Linked DNA regions of Canis lupus: region 1 is linked to region 2. A link is a contact called in public Hi-C data. All regions are on one chromosome and are shown on one strand. The core of a region is the stretch at or near the end of the contact, and the rest is flanking DNA. Distances in the headings are between cores, read along the strand shown.

Region 1 (6,322 bases), core at 532-3,031, 200 kb before region 2:
AAAAGAGGGGCTGGGGTTCTCTTTTCATGCAGGGATGGATTCCACCAACACTGACAGTGGGGAGGGTGGCACAGTGAGGAGGCAGCTCTGGTGACCGGGGCTCAACTGTGGGCAGTTTTACGGTAGAAACTGCAGGGCTGCTGATGCAAGCTAGGAGCCCATGTCACCAGCCTTCTGACAGACCCTCCACCCCTCCCACATGTGTGGTCTACAAGCCCTGGAACTTTCCTCAAGAAAATGCAAATAGCCTTACTGCTGGTTGTCACGCTTTGAAAGTAGCACACAATCATTCCGCAGATTGCACACATACATCCAGATAATAAATTATAAAGAAAAAAAAAAAGCCAGAAAAATCCTATCGCCTACAATCCACCTTACAAGTACTTTCTATCCCACTTCACAACAGATACAGCAGATACGAACACCTATTCAGATCTATATACACATTTTTATACAAAACTAGAAGGACATACTTTTAGATGTGTTTTATAAAAAGTTTTACAACATGTTTTTGTCATATATGATACATACATCATGGACATCTCCAGAGAATAACAAACAAGTAGGAGCAGGACAGGGTTGTCACTCCCCAGGAAAAAGAAAAAGCCCCAGGAAGAGTAATGAGGTTGGGGGTGTATGAGTCCCTCCCCCGTGCCCACAGTGCCTCCAGCCCCATCACAGCACAACGAGGCCACATGGGCCCTGCCATCGCTGTGCATCTCCCCCAGGAGCCCAAAGGGGACCCATGCCCAGCACGAGGTAGGGCCTATGGGCGGACCCCAGGCTAGAACACCTGGACTCCTCCAGCAGAACCGGGCCAAAGCCTCCACGGACCGCTGCGCGTCCACAACAGGTGGATGAGCCTCCTCCCCTGGCCTGAGAATGCGAGATCCTGAGATGGGCCTTTCGGAGAGCAGAGAGCTCAGAATGACACCCAACCTAACACAGGTAACCCAGCCTGCAGAACAGAAGCTCAACAGAGGCTGTTATTATCATTACAAATTACCAAATGTTTTATATAAAGAAGTCAGTGACTAAAGAAATGAACGGGGAATGACATTAAGTGGGGGGATGAGGTGGACAAGACAGGGAGGGAGGCAGCGGCGCAGGCGGAGCCCTTCGCAGCCCAGGGCCCAGGGCCGGAGCCCAGCGCCACTCACGTGCTGATTGTCCTCGATCTCCTGAAGCGCCTTGATCTCCCGCAGGGCCTGGTTGGGGATGCCATCCTCCAGCCGCCGCAGGGCCACCTTCTTGAGGGCCACGATCTCCCCGGTCTGTGCGGGACAGAACGGGACACCGCAGTCCATCCCCGGCTGGAGAAGCGGGTGCGCCGACGGGGCGGGCGCCGTCGCGGGGGTGGGAAACGCCCCCACCCGGTCCGGGAGGGACGCGAGGTCCAGCCCGGGCCCCAGCTGATGGCAGCGCAGCGCTAACAGCTCCGAGGCTTGGACTCCCCGGGGCCCTGGTGGGTGGCTGGGCGGCCGACGGCGCCCGGGCCGGCCCCCACTCAAGGGGCCAAGTGGTGGGCGCAGAGCCCGAAGCGGGGCAGACGCTGGCCCGGAAAGCGGGGGCGGGGCGGGCTCTCCGGGCCGGCAGCTGCCGGAAGCGGCCCAGCTCACCTCCACGTGCTTGGCCTTGAAGACGACGCCGTGCGCGCCCTCCCCGATGCGGCCCAGGATGCAGTACTGGTCCATGCCCGCGGCCCGCAGGCCCCGCCCCGCCGGCCACGCGGCTGCCTAGCAACGGGCTGCCTCCCGGCGCCCGGCCGGGGAGCAGACAGCAGCTGGGGGCAGCGGCCGGGCCTCGTTGGCGCCTTCGCGGGCCCCCCCGCCCAGGCCAGGCCGCGGCGCACTTCACTCGGGGGCAGCCTTCGTGCGCGGAGGGCGCCGGCGCGGGCGCGGAGGAGCAATGGCGCCCGGGGGCCCCTCCTCGCACCTCCCAGACGTCACGTGACCAGCGGCGCGGGACACGCAGCGGGGGCGGGGCCGCGCAGCCCGGGGCGGGGCTTCGCGGCCAGTTGTGCGGGGCGGGGCCGCGCGATCGCAATAGGAGGGCATCGTAAGTGGGCGGGGCTGCACCTCTGGGGCGGGGCCTCCTGGCGACGGGGCGGAGCCTCCCGGAGAGGCGGGGCCAGCTCTGCACTGCAGGCGAGGCTCTCCACCCGGAGCTGGCCTTGCCAGTTCCAAGGACACTCTGCAGCCAGTGATGCTGGGAGCCCAGTCCAGGGCCATGTTGTGAAAGAAGCGTTAGTGGGACCTCCCTTCTGGAAGGTTAGTTGGCCACACGTAGAGACATCTTTTAAAAAGTTCGAACTCTGACCTGAAAGTCCCATGTCTAAGGCTTCTCATGAGGAAACATTTGGAGGAATTTGCATGAGTGATTCTAAGGAAGTGCATATCATCGAAGGATGTTGACAAAAAACACAAGTTGGTCTTAAACCCCTGAAAAGATGCTCAATCTCACACACAACATAAATGCAACATAATCTCCAATTTTCCACCTAACAAATGACTAAAGATCCTAGCTCCAAGTCTATTAACCAGGCTATGGGAAAACATATGAGCTTTTATACATTGCTGGTAGAGGAGTGTGACTTGGAAATGCTGATCAAGTTACAGATGCATATCCCCTTGGACTCAGCAAGTCTACTTGTAGAAATCCCCCAACAGATACACTGCACACACCTGAGATGACATACGCAAAGTTACTTATTGCAGCCTTGTGTGGAAGGCAAAAAATTGGAAACACCACAGATGTCCATCAGCAGAAGACTGCCTAAATGGTGGTATACCCATCCAATGGAATATATGGCTTTAAAAATTAATGAGGATGCTTTTTTTATGTGCAGTAATAAGACTTCTAAGATATATTGTTTAGTTAAAAAGGCAAGATGCAGAACAGAGCATACGGTGTGCCCCTACTTGTGTAAAGAAAAGAAGAAAAAGTCTAAATAATGCCTATTCATCCATTACAGGGTATCTGCAACGATACTCCAGATTTCATGATTGCAATCACCTGGTGGAGGGCCTAGAAGGATTGGGTACAGGGTAGGAGGTAAATTTTTCACTGGCCCTTTTGCATTCTCTGATTTTTGAACCATGTCATTTATCATTTTTTCAAAAAGACAAATATTGAGATGCCTGGGTGGCTCAGCAGTTGAGTATCTGCCTTCAGCCCAGAGCATGATCCTGGAGTCCCAGGATTCAGTCCCACATCTGGCTCCTTCCATGGAGCCTGCTATGTCTCTGCCTCTCTCTTTGTGTGTGTGTCTCTCATGAATAAATAAATAAAATATTTAAAAACAACAGCAAAAACCCAAAAAGTAAATATTTTCTGGCTCAGAAGTTCCACTTTTGTTTTAAAAATTGCAGAAGAATGCCTTGATATCCATACAAAGATGTTTACCCTGTTTGATGATAGCAGAGGTCAGAAAATAACCCAAAAATCCCATGGAAGAATGGGTAGATAAGTTATGGGAGTACCTTAGAATGGAAGGCTTTATAGCTATTACAAATGGTGAGGATAAATACAATGTGCCATGGGAAAAGAATGGTCTTCAAAAAATAGTCATTTGAAAAGTTGTATTAGGAAAAAAATGTGTATTGACCCAAACCTCACAACACACACAATAACTGATTCCAGATGGACTGAAAAACTAAGTATGGAAGGTAAGCAATGAAGTTTTAGAAAAAAACCCAATATCTTTATGACTTTGAGTTAGGTAAGATTTTTCTTAAAGAGGTTATAGAAAGTACTAAAAGGGAAATTGAAAGCACATAAAATGAGAAATTGGACTTTACCAAGAGTAAGAACATCTGTTCTTCAAAAGACACCACTAGAGAATGAAAAGGAAAGCCACAGAAAGGGAGAAGATACTAAAATACATACATATATAATATATTTATTATACTAAGGCTCCTATCTAGAACTTATAAAGAAGCAGACAACCTTACTGGAAAAATGGGCAAAACCTGCAGTAGGCACTTCACAAAAGGCAATACCCATATAGCCAATATATGTTTGACAAGGTCTGTACTAACTTCACTAGTCATCAGGAAATTTCAAATTAAAACCATTAATTTTACTGGGGCACATGGGTGGCCCAGTTGGTAGAGCATCTGGCCCTTAATTTCAGCTCAGGACATGGGATTGAGCCCAACATTGGGCTCTGTACTCAGCAGTGAGTCTGCTTGCCCCTCTCCCTACCCCTACTCAGGCCCTCTCTCTAAAATAAATAAATAAAATCTTAAAAAGAAAATCATAATTTTACTGTAACCACCAGAATCATTTAAATTAAAAAGATAGACAATACCAAATGCTGGCAAAGATGTAAAGTAGCCAGAATTCTTATATGCTGCTGATAGGAGAGCAAGTTCATACAACCACTTTGAAAACTGTTTGATATTATCTTTTCAAAATCATGTGGAGATTTTACATATTTATAGATAGATGAGAGAGAGAATGCACATACATATAAATAATCTAGTAATTCTACTCCTAGGAATTTAACTTGGCTGAAGTACATATGTATGTTCACTATAGACATACAGCACAGATCCATAGTAGCAGTCTTTAATAGCCCAAACCTGGAAACAACCCAAATGTCTACAGTAGAATGGATAAATAAATTGTGAAATATTTGACAAATGGAGTACTACACAGTAATGAGAATAAACAAAGCATCACCCCTGGCAACAACATGAATGAATCACAAACCCAATGTGGAACAAAGAAGCTAGACACAAAAGAATGTAAAATGGTGTGCCCACTGTGGAAAATAGCTTGGTGGTTCCTCAAAAGATTAAAAGTAGAATTGCCATATGATCTAGCAATTCTACTTTTGGGTATATATCCCAAAGAATGAAAGTGAGATCTTGAAGAGATATTTGTACATCTATTTTTATATCAGCATTATTCACAATGACCAAGAGGAGGAAGCAACCCAAGTGTCCATGAACAGACGAATGGATTTTAAAATGTGCTATATATGTACAGTAGAATATTATTTGTCCTTTAAAAAGAAGGAAATTCTGACACATGTTACAGCATGGCTAAACCTTGAGGACAGTATGCTAAGTGAAATAAGCCAGTCACAAAAAGACAAATACTGTGGATTCCACCTAGAATAGTCAAAATCTTAGCTATAGAAAGTGGAATGGTCAGTGCCAGGAGCTGGGAGGGAGTGGGATGGGAAATAGGCAGTTATTGTTTAATGGGTATAGAGTTTCAATTTTGCCAAATGAAAAGTTCTGGACATTGATTCCTAATGATATAAATACACTTAACACTACCGAATTCTACACTTAAAAATGGTTCAAAAAAAAAAAAAAAAAAAAAAGAAAGAAAGAAAGAAAGAAAAGAAATCATCCAGATGGTAAATTGTGTATTTGTTTTTTTCTCCACAATGAAAACTTTTTAATTAAAAATCTATGAATTGAGTATGAGGGAGCTGTAAGACAATAATAGTGCTTCTAACTTTTAGGAGGAGAAAGAGCACAGGGCTGAAAAAAATTACAATAAATAATGACAGAAGGCTTCGCAAATTTTGGGGAAAAGATAATGTACAGATCTAAGAAGCCGAGTGAGCCCAACCAGAATAAATTCAAAGAAATCCATGCCCAGAAGCATCATAATCAAATTTTTGGACACTAAAGGGAAAAGAAAAACACTGGAAAGCATCCATAGAGAAATGTTACATTGCCCACCCAGCGCTCCCAGAGCACATCTCTAGTCTCTGTGATATCTCATTTATATCATTTATCCATAAAAAGGGAATGAGGCCCTGATGTAATGATATGGATGAACCTTGAAAACATGCTAAGTGAAAGAAGTCAGATGCAAATGTCACATACCATATGATTTTCTTTTTAATGTGAAATGTCAGACTAGGCAAATTCATAAGAGATAGAAAGTAGATTAGTGGTTGTCCAGAGTTGGGAGAAGACAGGAATGGGGAGTGACTGCTAATGGGGAGGAGGTCTTTTTGGAGGGTGATGAAAATATATTCTGGTTTAGATAGTGGAGATGGTTGCAATCTTGTGAATATTTAAAAATCTTGTCAATATACCAAACATCACCTAAGAGTACACTTGAAAAGGGGAATTTTATGGTATGTGAATTATATTTCAATTTAGAAAACAAAAACTTTGGCCATCCTTTTTTAGGTCTATCCCTGAACTCTGATCTGTTCCGTTGATTTTTGCATCTATTTGCCTGCCATTACCACACTGTCTTGATGGCTGCAGCCATATACAACTCCTTACAATTGAGAAGGGTGGTTCCTCCCTCCTGCTTTATTCTTCCTTTTCAACACTTTTGAAAA
Region 2 (7,117 bases), core at 2,962-5,461:
TTATAACAGGCTGGCTCCCTCCCACTCCACCAGGAAGAAGCTTCAGTGTGGGATCTACCAGGTCTGAGGCCCCCCCACTCACAGTGGACAGTTGAGGTGGACCCTGGAGAGCACTGGGTATGGGGAGAGGGGTAAGCAGCCAGGGTCTAGGCCTGGGACTGTGTGGCCCTCCAGAGCCTGCATTAGCATCTCCCATGAACCGGAGTTCTTCCCTGGAGGATGACTTCCCCTCGAAGTATAACATCTGTACTCAAGTGGTGAAGCAAACCTGGGGAAGCCATCTGTAGACCACAGATGGTGTGCAGGACCTTCAGTGAACCCCTCGCTCTGCTCTAGTCTGCAGATACAGCAGAGAATGGTAAGAAAGGGTCTTACAAGAGATGAGGTGATAGGAGGGTGAGAAGCAGCTTGGAGAATGCATCCCCACCCACTCCGGCCTCCGGGAGCCCTGAGTGGGGTCAATACCTGGAGAAGTTCCAGGCAGGGCTGACCTTGCCCCTTCCTGTGCTCTCCTTACCACTCTCCCTTTTTCTGGTCCCACTGCTGACCTGGCAAACAAGCTCTGGTCTCCTTTGCACTGCATGGCAGCCCTAGACCTCACACATCCTTCTGCAGAGTGTGTATCAGGGTGCCTTTCAGTTAGAGATTTAGCCCTGGTGCCTTATCAGGACCAGCAGACAACAGATGCCTCTGTCCAGTACGGCCACTGTCTTATCAGGATTCCCGTGCTAGGGCTGCCTAATTAACATAGCCATAAATCTGGACCACAGGCAGGAGGGGAAGGGCCAGCCTGAGCTCCAATTGAAAGGACCAACATATTAGAGACTAAAAAAGCCTGAGTGTGCCCAGCTCAACAGCCTTTGCCCCCACTACCTGGGGTGGGGGGTGGGGAGGAATAGGCTGTTGGGCCAATTGGAGGATGACCCAGGTAGCCAACAGGGAAAGAGGATCCTTACCTACAAGAAGACTGGTACCCCCATCAAACTCATCCACCTAGAGGAGAAGCTAATACAAAGAATTATCCTCGTGCGTGGTGTGTATGATGCATATTGAATACTTTCTGCTGTGTTGAATAACTGGATTATTTTATAAGTATAACTAACTTGAAAAGGCTTCTGAAGGTTAGTTTTCATCTAACATATCAAGGTCAGTTCACTGTGGGTCCAGCTCATCCTACCTCCATACCACACATCTCCAGGCAGAAATTTCATCTCTCCAAGTAGGAACCCAGGGACCCAGCAAGAAGAGACATGGCCCTAGGGGCGCCTAGGTGGCTCAGTTGGTTAAGCATCTGACTCTTGGTTTTGGCTCAGGTCATGCTCAGCGTTGTGGGATTGAGCCTGTGCTGGGGGTCTGCAATGGGCATGGGGCCTGCTTAAGACTCTCTCCCAAGCTCGCTCAATCTTTTTATCAAACAAATACAATCTTAAGAAAAAAAGAGAGAGACAGAGGCAGAGACATAGATCTAGGAGAGGTTGGAACTGTTAACATGCCTATTTGCTTACTGGCAATAAATTTCCTGCAGTAGGAAAAAATATACACAGGCTCCTCCAACCTAGTCTCCAGAAATCAAGTGTGGTTGTGAAACTGTAAAGACACTATATATTTCAGTTTCTGGAAATGCGTGGCAAGTTGGAAGAGGGCAGGGACTGCTGACCTAGCATCCTAGAAATTCAAGACATAACTGGGGTTCACTCTTCCAATTTATTTTGGAAAATTTCAGTTTTCCAGAAAAGCTGAATGGGACAATGAACACACATATCCCCATCATTTAAATGTACTGATTGGTAACATTTTGTTATATTTGCTTTATCTCTGTATAAAATACATCTGTTTCTGAACCATTTGAGATACGTTGTAGCCACTAGGACTCTTCACTTTAAATAACTCAGGACAAGGGATGCTTGGGTGGCTCAGCAGTTGAACATCTGCCTTTGGCTCAGGTCATGATCCTGCGGTCCCAGGATGGAGTATCGCATTGGATGCCCTGCATGGAACCTGTTTCTCCTTTTGTCTCTGCCTCTCTCTGTTTCTCATGAATAAATAAAACTTAAAACAACAACAACAAACAACAACTCAGGACACATGTCCTAAGAACGAGAGTATTCTCATAAATAGATGTCATCACATTGAAACATTCAATGATCACTCAGCAGTACTCTCTCTGAAATGCATTCCACATACAAAATATTCCAACTGTCCCCCAAATCTTTTACAGCTTCTTTCCTTCAAAGTGGTGTAAGATCAAGGGTCATGTAATAGATTTGGTTGTGGTTTTCTATGTCTGGCCTGATTCCCTAGCTTTTCTGTGTATTTTTTTGATACTGAGTTTTTGAAAAGTCCAGTGGAACTGTTTCGCACAATGTCTCTCAATCTGGATTTGTCTGATTCCCCTCCCCCCTCCTCCATGCCTCCTCTCCCAACAGATTCATTTAAGAATTTTTTTGGCAGATTTACATTGGTGATGTAGATGCCCATTTCTGACATTCAGCACGGTAAGGAGCAAAGCTTTTGAGGGGAGGGAGGGGAGATACTTCTAGGGGAAGGACTGGTGGTTGCCTACTTGGGAGGGCGGCCCTTTCTGACTTAGGGTGTTGGCTCACCTCCCCCGCCAGTGCATTGTTGTTAGCTCCCAGTGATCGTTACTATGGGCAAAATTTAAAACAGAGGTTCTCCAAGAGGGAGAGGATGGGAAATGCATGTGGCTTTGTCTGGCGACAATTTTGGTCGTCATAATGTTGGGGAGGGTGTGTGCTACTGGCATCTAGTGGATAGAGGCCAAGGATGCTGCCAAACACCTTCCTTTAAAAAAGAATCACTCAGCCTCAAATGTCAACAGTGGCAAGGTGGAGAAATCCAGGGGACAGACAACGCTGAAGCCTCCTACCAGCAGACTCCCTGGCACCTGCCTCCTTCCTATCCCTTCTGCTCCCCGATCGGCTCCACTGCCGTCTGCCGCCTTCAACATTAAACACAACGGATGCAACAATTTTCCAATGCTTCCTCACTGCTAAGTAGTGACTCGCTTCTCTGTCCGTGTCTAAATTGGCTCTCTACTTGGCCTGTGAACTCCCAGGTCTTGCCAAGTGTGTCACCTGAGACGAGCTTTAATTGCTGGAGCAGGCACGTATCAATCTCATTTGGGAGAAGAGGACAAGGTGCCAGTAAAATCCTGCAGAGCATTGCTAACTAGCAGTCGTGCGGCGCCAGAGCCTAGTGCGCTCTCCAAAGTCCTGTCATCTGACCCGATAACACCGCGGAGGCGTTTTTCTGAGAGGTCGATTGCACTCGAGGAACGACCTCTGCTCGGTGACCTGCTGGACACCAGGCTGGTGCAGGGGGGCGGAGCGCGCAGAGCTCCAGCCAGGGGTGCGGGGGGTGGGGGGCTGGGGTTTAGACTCAGGATTCAGCCTACAGGTCCTGCACTCAACACAGCAGACGTCAAAACTGTTCTCACTGCCTTCCTCTCTCCCCTTCCTCCCGCAAACAACTCACAAAATACTCAAGGGGCATTTTGGGTCAAACGAGTCAAACGAGTTCACGAAGGACCGTGGGAATGCCTGGCTCCCGATCTCAGAGAGGAGCTGGTCGGCTTCCCCCATGTGTGGTGGGGGCCAGGCTCTCAAGGTCACAGGTAGGTGGGCGAGGCCCGGGTCCGCGGGTCTGCAGAGATCCCCTCCCCTGCTCCGCGGGGCAGGGGGGTGGGTGAGGGAGGCTCGGGTGGGGGCCCGGGTCTGCAGACAGCCCCTTTCCCAGCCCCAGCCCCCGCCCCCGCCCCGCCCCGCAGGGCAGAGGGGTGGGCGAGGCCCGGGTCCACACCGACCCGCGAGCGGGGCGGCGGCGCAGTGCGGCGGCGGGTCCGCGCGCAGGAGGCTGGCGGCTGGCGGCTGGCGGCTGGCGGCCTGCCCGGCGTGCGGACTGCGTCCAGGCGGCCACGACTCCGCCCGCGGGCGCCCCTACCGCCGTACCCGGCCTCATCCCCCGGCGGCGCGCGGGCACGACGTCTGGCGGCTTAAACCCAAGAATGAGCAGGGCGGCTCCACCAGCAAGCGTCCTCCCACCGAGCGAAAACGAAACTTCCCAGGATGCCTGACTTCCGGCGCCCCAACACCGCCCCTTCCCGCGCGCACCTGCGGTCCGCCCCGCCCAGTCGCCCCCGGCGCCGGCAGGTGAGATGCGCGCCAGGCCCCGCCCCTCGGCCCCGCCCCAGCCTCCCACGCCGCCACCTGGCCGGGCCCGCGCCGGGTCCGCCCTGCTCTGTCCCGCCCGGCCGCCAGGTGAGCAGCTCCAGGCCCCGTCCCGCGCCGTCCGCGCTCGTCCTTCCGACCGCCAGGTGAGCAGCTCCAGGCCCCGCCCCACTACCAGGCCCTGTCCCGCGCCGCGCCGTCCCCTTCCTTCCTCCCGGCTCCCAGGTGAGCACCGCTAGGCCCCGCCCCCCCGCCAGGCCCTGTCCCGCGCCGACCCCGCCCATCCTCCCGGCCCCCAGGGGAGCAGCTCCAAGCCCCGCCCTACCGCCAGGCCCGGTCCCACGCGGTCCCCCCTCATCCTCCCGGCCCCCAGGTGAGGGGCGCCCTTCCCCGCTGGGCCACCCACCAGGCCCCGCCCCGCCCCGCCCGGCTGTGCCTGCCCCCAGGTGCGCAGCCCCGGGCCCCGCCCGCCGCCCCCAGGCTCCACCCAGACGCCCGCACCCGTCGCGCCCGGTCCCGCCCCACCTGCGTCGCCGCGGGCTGGGTCGCGCCAGGGCCCGTCCCGCCGCCAGCCAGCCCGGCTCCGAGGCTTCTTCCCGCCGCCTCGCCGGGCCCCGCCCCGCCTCCAGGTGAGCGTCGCGGGACCGAGTCCGGGCTCGGGCCGCGCCCCGCCGAGCTCCAGGCCCCGCCGTGCTCCAGGCCCCGCCCTCCCAGCGGGCCCCGCCCCCCGCCCGCGGCGCCTGCGCAGTGCGGCCCGTCGGGCCGGGGCCGGGCGGCGCGGCCGGCGCAGTCGGCGGGCGCAGTGCGCGTGCGCCGTGCGGCCGGGGGCGGGCGGCGGCGGCCGCGGAGCGGAGCGGGGGCGGGGCGGCGCCGTCTGGCTCGGTCGGGCCGGGGCGGGAGTGCGGCGCGGGACGGCGGGGCCCGCGGGCTGAGGACGGCGGCCTAGGCGGCCGGCAGGTGAGACCCGCGGGCCGCGGGGGAGCGGGCGCCGCTCGGGGCGGGGAGGGGGCGCGGGCGGGGCGCGCGGCGGGGCGGCGGGGCGCGGGGGAGCGGCGGCCGGGCCGCGGCGCATTGTCCGGGCGCGGGCGGCGCCGGCACAGCGCCCCCTGCCGGCCGGGCCGCGGGGCGGGGGGCCTCGGGCTCGGGCCGCGCGCCTTTGTTCGCCGCCCCCGCCAACATGGCGGCCGCCCTGCCCGCCGGGCCGCGGGCCCCGCGCTTTGTTCCGCAGGCCTGGGCGGCGGGGCGGGGGCGGGGGCGGGGGGCGGCGGGGGCGGGGCGCGGGAGCGTTGCATAACCCGCCGGGCGGGGCGGGGGACGGGACCCCCGGGCGGAGGCGGGGCGGGGGGGAGGGGCGGGGCGGGGCGGCCGTTCTCCTCCCGCCTCCGTCCCTCCCGCGGGTCCGGGTCGCCCCCGCCCCGCGCCCCCGGCCCCGGCCCTCGCTGGGGTCTGCCCCTCGCCCGCGCGCCCCCGCATCCCGGGTGACCTTGAGCGCGCTGCGCCCGGGGCGCGGGGATGAGCCGCACGACGCGGAAGCTTGCGCAGTGCCCGGGGTGGGCTCGCGCGCCTGCCCGGAGCCGGTTTCGGGGGCGGCGGTGGCCGCGGCCGGGAGGTGGGCGCCCCGAGGCTGTTGGCGCGGCGGCTGCGTGCGATGGGGCCGGGCCCGGGGCCGGGGCCGGGTGCACGGGGGTGTCCGTGCTCGCCGGGGCCGCGGTGGCGGGCACCTCGGGGGGCAGCGCGGGACGCGCGCCGCCGTGGGCCGCCGTGGGCCGACACCTGTAACTTTCTTCTGCTGGAATCTTCTGGAAGGAGCCCTGCAGGCCGAAGAGCTGGAGGGAGAGGGCACAGCTTTTGTTAGGAGACGAGAATCCCGCGTGCGCTTGGGGGTGTTTCCAGGGCGGGCTGGGTTCGGCAGGGCCCTCCGGGTGCTGACCGTGCAGGCGGGGTCAGAGGGAAGGGGCGGCTGCCCCGGGGCCTTGCCCCAGCCTGGCGTGGTGGGCACACACCCCAAGTTGTAACCGCCGGGAATTCGCGGAACGGTCCTTGTTAGACTGGAGAATAGCGAGTAAACGTCGCACACTTGGTATATGTCACAAATTTATGGATAGTAGGTATTAGTTTTTTGTGGGAAGACAGAATTTATTTTTCTTTTAGAGTAGCGAGTAGACGTTAAGATGCTGTGAAATGGCTAAGGCAAGCAAAGGCCTTCTAGTCATTTCTTTACATTTGACCTACAGGTTTTTTGTTTTTTTTTTTTCCAGAAACTTTGGCTGATCCCAGGAATTTGGCTAGTAGTGCTTCCACAGTACTTCCGGTTCCCAATCCAGACTACAGTAACAGTACCGACTTAGTTTTGGAATATCTGAAGCGGTGCTGCTGAAGGTAGTGCGGAACTAGTCTTAGATGCTGCTGGAGAAACAAAGGGTTCCTTGGTCACCTCAGTTTGGGAAATAGTGCTGTGTTCTGTCCTCCCTTGGGGTCGGAGTTTACCGCCTCCATTAAGGGCTCTGAGAAATATTGTGCTGTTTCCATAGTTGGCTGCAGATCTCTTTGTTTTGTTTTGTTTCAGCGCCCATGAAATCCAGGTAACGCTGAAACGTTGGTCATTGCTGTCCTCAGAGTGCATCTTAGGTAACGGTACCCACGCCTTCATGTGCTTTGTGATGCCTGTGCATCTCGTGGTCAGGATCTCAAATGTGGCTTTTAGTCTTCAGATGAGAATTATTAATTTGAAGTTGTAAGTGGAGAAACGTAATAGCGTTTTCGCAGTGACTTACTTGAATGCCCACACACTCGTAACTTGTCTTGCTGCACTCCTTAATCGTTAGCGTTTTTTTTCTGGTACATTAAAAATTTGTGGAAAAGATACTGTTTCTGAAGAATTAATCACATCGGTCATTTACAGATTAAAAGTAATGGTGTTGAGTGTTTTT

Evidence for each region. Hi-C and Micro-C count contacts between places; a contact is called where the count stands out from the background.
Region 1: a Hi-C map of blood shows a contact between it and region 2, with 2.1 times the contacts expected there. The contact joins the promoter of CDK20 here to the promoter of SPIN1 in region 2. A contact is called at or near these places in 2 of 9 Hi-C or Micro-C datasets (both in blood).

What each region holds. Positions count from the first base shown.
Region 1 is chr1:98,336,134-98,342,455 of UU_Cfam_GSD_1.0, reverse strand. It overlaps CDK20 (cyclin-dependent kinase 20), which reads right to left and starts at 1,781. Exons shown (of 12, transcript XM_038527341.1): 1 at 1,620-1,781; 2 at 1,161-1,274. The coding sequence starts at 1,694.
Region 2 is chr1:98,142,026-98,149,142 of UU_Cfam_GSD_1.0, reverse strand. It overlaps SPIN1 (spindlin-1), which reads left to right and starts at 4,211. Exons shown (of 7, transcript XM_038527329.1): 1 at 4,211-4,333; 2 at 6,446-6,566.